2 separate regions of the Arachis hypogaea genome follow, and region 1 is linked to region 2. A link is a contact called in public Hi-C data. All regions are on one chromosome and are shown on one strand. The core of a region is the stretch at or near the end of the contact, and the rest is flanking DNA. Distances in the headings are between cores, read along the strand shown.

What was found. Hi-C and Micro-C count contacts between places; a contact is called where the count stands out from the background.
Region 1: a Hi-C map of an unstated tissue shows a contact between it and region 2, with 8 times the contacts expected there. The contact joins the enhancer-like site here to the promoter of LOC112779795 in region 2. A contact is called at or near these places in 4 of 8 Hi-C or Micro-C datasets (leaf and an unstated tissue).

Annotation. Positions count from the first base shown.
Region 1 is chr19:108,059,996-108,063,279 of arahy.Tifrunner.gnm2.J5K5, reverse strand. No RefSeq gene overlaps it. Among protein-coding and RNA genes, the nearest start is that of LOC112780008, 24 kb to the left of the region's middle. Within about 2 kb of position 1,274, at least 2 of the 3 cell types and tissues checked have open chromatin away from gene starts, as enhancers often do.
Region 2 is chr19:107,720,232-107,723,433 of arahy.Tifrunner.gnm2.J5K5, reverse strand. It overlaps LOC112779795, which reads left to right and starts at 1,355. Exons shown (of 3, transcript XM_025824141.3): 1 at 1,355-1,648. The coding sequence starts at 1,481.

The DNA.
Region 1 (3,284 bases), core at 25-2,524, 340 kb before region 2:
TCTGATGAATCTTGACAAAGTTAACATGTAACAATATATACAGCATATATAGTCACCTTTAATTCTACATTCTTGTCCCACAAAGCATGTGCATATCCTCACCCTCCACAAAAATTTTAAGGAATAAAAGAAGTAGTAAAATACATGTTTTTTCCAACTTATTTTAAAACTTACACTTCCTTCCTTATAAAAATATAACTATATGCCACACCCTTCTTTTCTTTCATGTTTATTACTGTTTTACTAAAATAACTTTTTGAACAATACTACATAATCAATAAAATTTATTATTTTTGATCCAATTCTAAACCCTAAATACTAAATTCTAAGTCTTAAATATTAAATATGAAATCTTAATAATGTAAAAATAAAATGTTAATCCAAAAAATTGGTTAATATTGATAAAAAATATTACCCTCTAATATTTCTCTAATATTTTTTGGGTGAAAAAGATATATTCAATTTTTCAAAGTTGCTGTTGATCTGACTGTAATTTTTTTTTTTCAGTTTAATACTATTGACATCGAAATCTATTTTTTACCTTGGTCAAATAAAACCAACAAATACCTTAAAAAAACCAACACCGAATTTTTTCCGTCAAAGTTTCTAGGCATAGAATTATATATAGGCACAAATTATTAGCTCCGGGAAAAAAAAAGAAAGAAAAAAACAAACAGAAAAGACAGAGAAAAGGAGAGAAAGAGCTAGAATAATAGACTTAGAGAAAGATGGAAGAAGAGAATCTTGAAAGCTTAATTGAGTAACGGTGGGAAGGTCCACACCCTTTCCCTTCCATTCATGGTTGGGTCCCGAATAGAATTCCGAACATCCAAATAATGCTTTATTATTAGGATTTTGTTAAGATAGCTAGCTTGTTAGTTAAAAATATAAAAACAGAAAATTTTTATTGAAAATATAAAAAAATTTAAGCTTTTATTGATATAAATATATTAATTATTTTTATATTATTTAAAAAATGTAAAAAAAAAAAAAAACTCCTTAGCAAAATGCTTAGTATTAATAAATTAATCTGATTCCAGTAATGAATGATAACTCATCACATGTAATGCATGTGATCAGCATCCTCTCCTCTAGAATCATATTGACAACAAAAAGGAGCCACCCAATCCATACTTTATTTATTTATTTATCTATGATGTTAACAAACCATACTTTATTAGTATATATATATTTGCATAATAATATGGCACTTGTGGATTCCACACGCAAATCATATCAGTACTATATATTAATTAATTATAGTTAATTAATTCCTGAAATACAACATGGTTATTAATGGGCCAATATACTAAGTTTAGCATTAAGCTTTTGCAGCACTATTCTATTTGCTTTCTTTTTTCGAGGGGGCCGCATTTCTACCCACTTCTTTGTTGGCTTTCTCAGAAGTCTACTATCAAAATTTGTAACTAAATTCTATTCATATATTTAAAATCCCCTTTACCTCTAAAGTTTCATCCGAATTATCGATACTAACTAAAAAAAAAAAAAAAAAAAAGAAAAGTCACTACTCCTCTACTTTACCATAGTCTTGTCTCTCGATCGTGGTTGTGTTGACATCCACCTGGTTGGAAAGTAGTTATAAAATCACATATTATGGAGAAGTGTTACTAACTTTCTTAAATAAGTGTTGGATGTTTAAATCTTATTTTGTGCATATAATAATTTATTGATTATAGACAAATTCTTAAGTAAAACTCAAATTCACGTTAGATTAATATTTGTCTGATTAAGATACGTTAGACAACAAAAAAATATAATAAAAAATTGGTTTAATTACTCTGTCGATTTTTATAATTTCACTGAATTTTCAATTAGGTTCTTATACATTTTTTCTTTTCAATTGAGTCCTTCAACCAATATTTTTTTTTCAATTAAATCCTTATGGTAACAAAAACGTTTAATTTAACAGAATATTCTATTTTCAAATTAAAGATAACTTAACTTTTTTCTAAATCCCTAATTCTCTTTCCCTTTCTATTTTTACAAAGGCAAAATTAACCTAACTTCTCACTGTCTTCCTCCACTACAAGAAAAAAGTGTATTTGTAACAAAAAAAATTGTTACAAAATGTCAAAATTTTGAAACAAAAATTTTTTGTAACAAAAAAAAAGAGGCCGTTGCAGTAAGTCCCGTTACAAAAAGTTTTGTAACGAAAAATGGAACTGTTACAATTCAATATGATGTTTTGTAACAATTTTTTCTGATACAAAAAACCAGAAGCCGTTACAAAAGTGGTAACAAAATTTGATCTTCAAGGTATTTTTCGTGACAATTTATTTTTTCCTATCAAAAAATTTTGTTACAAAATGTAACATGATTTTGTAACATTTTTTTTCTTTAGTTACAAAAGAAAATTAATTATTTTGTAACAACTTTTTTTAATACAAATTGCATGCATAGTTTAATAAACTATTTTTTAAATTGACTAATATATTAACTATTTTAATAAGCAAATTTACATCTATATAATATGCAAAAACATACATAAGTCAAACAAGATCCTTTTAGCTAAAATTGTTTTCAAACAAAATAACATTGGTGAGTACATTGATTAGTTCTACAAGTTATATGTCTTGCATAAGTTCAACCAAAACATAAAAATTCTAAAATAGATTAGTGTCTCTATGCATCAAAATATTCTTGAGCCCTCAAGATAGCATATGGTCACCATTTCATCACTCCTGTAAATAAGAAAAACCGAAACAAAATTTTAGAAACAAGATATAACACTAATTATAATTTTTTCACTAAGTTTTATCCAAAATATTTAGAAAAATTTTGGCAGAACCTCCCCCAAAACTTGAATATTTTCATCGTCTCCGGTTCCAACAAAAACAACCAATTCACAACTTATGTCTCAGCCAATACCCAACCAAATTTATCAAACCAAATAATAGGACATTTATCATTTTTCAACCATGACACAAGTAAAATGCGATAAATAAATCCATATACAAATTAAAGTATACTAATATAAAATGGGAATCATCTACGAAAATGTATTAAAACCATAAGCAATTTTAGGAGTACCTTTAGGGTCTATTAGCATTTGAAACCCATGCGCAACATTCAGCAATTTCTTCAGTACGTGTTCTGAAATTTCAGTTTACAGGCACATTCTTAAAAAATAATTAATTCTAATGCATATCTGGTTTGAAAATTAAGAACATCTAATATAATACCAAAGCTGCATGGTGGTATGCCACTTACCTATGAACCATATTATAGCAGCAAGAAAGAAAATGGATGTTAAACAAAGTGCT
Region 2 (3,202 bases), core at 106-2,605:
GGCATTACTGTAAAAAATGTAAGAAAAAGCCATTAAGTGAAAAACGGCAGAGAGAGTTAGACTTGGAAAAAATCCAAATATTTATTTCATAAATCCTTTATATGTACTTCTGTTTGTTATTATGATCCTGAGGGGATTCCTTGCTAAGTTGGGTGAACCCTTAGTAGTTGTAAATCTAGGTTGAGTTCCTAGTCAAATCTGATTTGGGTAGAAGCTGGGTTTGTCCCAGATAAGATCGGGTTGAATCCTAAGAAAATTGGTGAATGTAACTTGTTAAAAATAGTGAAATTCTATCATAGTTGTGATGCAAACTAACTGTAGGCTACATTGCACAAGGTAGCTGAACCAGAATATATTGCTGTGTTACTTTTTTCTCTGTTTTAATTCTAGTTTTCTTATCAAAACGAAATTGCCTCCTACTTTTCATAATCAGAAATACTTCAAAGCATATATCCCTTCACACAATTATATATGTTTTGCCTCCTCCATTGACAAGAGACAAATTAAAAGTATCTCATATTTTTCAACTCGAGGTGACTTAAGAGACACTACAAGATCTATCCAATTAAAAAAAAAAAGCAAACAAACTTAAAAGAGGCCTAAATTTAAATTTCCTTCACTAAACCACTAATATCCATCAAATTTGTTGAAAAATTAACTATTAAGAGTGTATTTAATGTAAATAAAAATTTTTTAGGATAAAATTAAAATAAAAAATATTTAAGAATATTTTTAAATTTTTTAATAAAATTCAAAAACAAAAAATATGTTTTATCTTTTTAAAATGGATCAATATATAAATAATATAATAAATAGTAATATTTTAAGAATAATATTAGAGAACTAACCTTTTTTCAGTTAATATTAACTATTTTTTTAAATATTTTATTTATTTTAAATTTTAAATTTTAAATCATAAAATTTTAATACTACATTCTAAAATATAAATATTAAACCTAAAATTAATTAATATTAACTAATTAAAAATTAGTTATATATATTTTCTCATATATCTTAATATAAATAAATATACCAAAACAAATCTCTCGTCTTAATTAATATTGTGAGAGATCAAATTTTACTCTTTAAAATAAAATTCAAAATTTAGAGAATTTAAATCCTATTTTTCCTGTGGCCAAACAAAAGTTCAACCTATATACCATAACTTACATTAAGTGTGAAATTATTTTCTGACTTTCTTTAACAGTAATAATACAATGAATCACTCTAACAGATGTTGAATAACAGGAGAAAGTATCAAACCTCCACTAACTTTAAATATATATTTTTTCAACTTTAATTTTCTAACTTATTTATTTATTTATTAACACATATTTGCCTTTATAAATGCAGCCACTAAGCCCAAAATCATGACGAAACCTATATTCTTGTGTAAGTGAGAAAGAATCAGCGAGGATATATCTCTTCTTATTAAGAGAGAGAAACCTAAGCACAAGAAGAAAATCAGAAGAAGATTAAGATGGAATGGAAGAAATATTACTTGGATGTGATATTGGTGCCATTAGGATTTATGATAACAATTGGTTATCATGTATGGTTATGGCATAAGGTTCGGACACAGCCTTCTTCCACCATTATTGGAATCAATACTCATGCTAGACGCTTTTGGGTCCCTGCCATGATCAAGGTACCTATTCCTCTCACTCTTCTTACTGCTATAGCTACCAACCTTCTCCATCAACACCTTACTTAATTATTATAATTAATTACCCCTATGATCAAATAATTCTCTACTTTTACTCCAAAAGAGAGTAAAAGTGGAAGTTCGAATTCTCAAGAGCTCTCTTGTGAAAAACTGTACCGTTTATTGCTCTTGGTCCCGGAGACATAGACTTATCTGTGTCTATCGTTTTAGTCTATTCAAAAGGAAAAAGGCAATGTAATATGGCTAACATAATTTATTATTTTTAATTAGTTAATAATATTTAAAAATATTAATTAATATATGATATTACTCTGCTAGACTAAAAATATTGAATTGCTAATTAAAAGGGTTGGTCAATATAAATTAAAATAACTAGTTCTTGAACTTTTTTGAAAAGGAAATTTTTTCATTTCAACTTAACTTTGACATGTTGTTTTGGTTGGGACCATTTTCATTATTATGTGTATGATATGTATGCTATTTTTGAATATTGATTTTTGAGTAAATAGGCTAATGAATTAGCACTTTCTTATTTTTAGTAATAACTTTTATATGTAACCTATATAATTATATATTTAATATTGTTTCATTATTTCGATAGTAATTAAAAAATATAAAATAAAATAAATAATAATTAAAAAATAACAAAAAATAATTTTAAATTGTTTTAAATTAATTTTTTATTGTCTCTTAAATATTTTTGTTAAACTTGCTATAATGACTATTATATTATTGTTACTTCGGCGAAGGGTTTTTGTTTATGTTGCATGGCCAAGTTGGAGCCAAAGACTGAAACGTATATAAATTGATATTATTAGGTAACGTTTGTTTATTATAATCGTACCTTTGTACTTGAAAGAACGATTTTGATTCATAATCTACCTACTTTTGATATTAGACTTGATAGATTTAATTGAAACCCAAACTAACTTAATGGGTAGTATTATTATGAGACATTTGTTAAGCAAGGTCATCTAATTAAGAGTCTCATCCTTTTTTTCCCTTTTTAACTTAAATCATGACATACATAAACTTATAATATTCAACTCTAGAGTTTATGTCATAAATATTTTCATACCGTACCATATAATTGGTACTAACTACTAAGTATATCTTCTACCAAACATGCGACTTCTAATATATTTGATGTCATCCCCTTGCTTAAGCAAAGCGGCAATTTCACTGTTTGTGATGTAAATGATCGACTTTGCAAAAGTATATTTTCAAATTAAAGGTAACTATGCATCATAGGAATCTTTAGGTATATAGAAGTGATCTAAACCTTATTAATTTATATTCAATTCCCCAGTAGCGGCAGGGGCATGCAAACTTCATTCTCACCTGTGGATGATCAGTTTACTCCTTATTTCGATAAGATAATAATATTAGCTGAAAGTTGCTGATATAAAATCTTGGCTACCTAGCCAAACTGAACATTAATACATTTATCAGAATTTGTCTTATTTAACATTTATTAATTATCACAATAATCAATAAATACTAAATAATATAAGTTATGATTATTTTTTATTAATT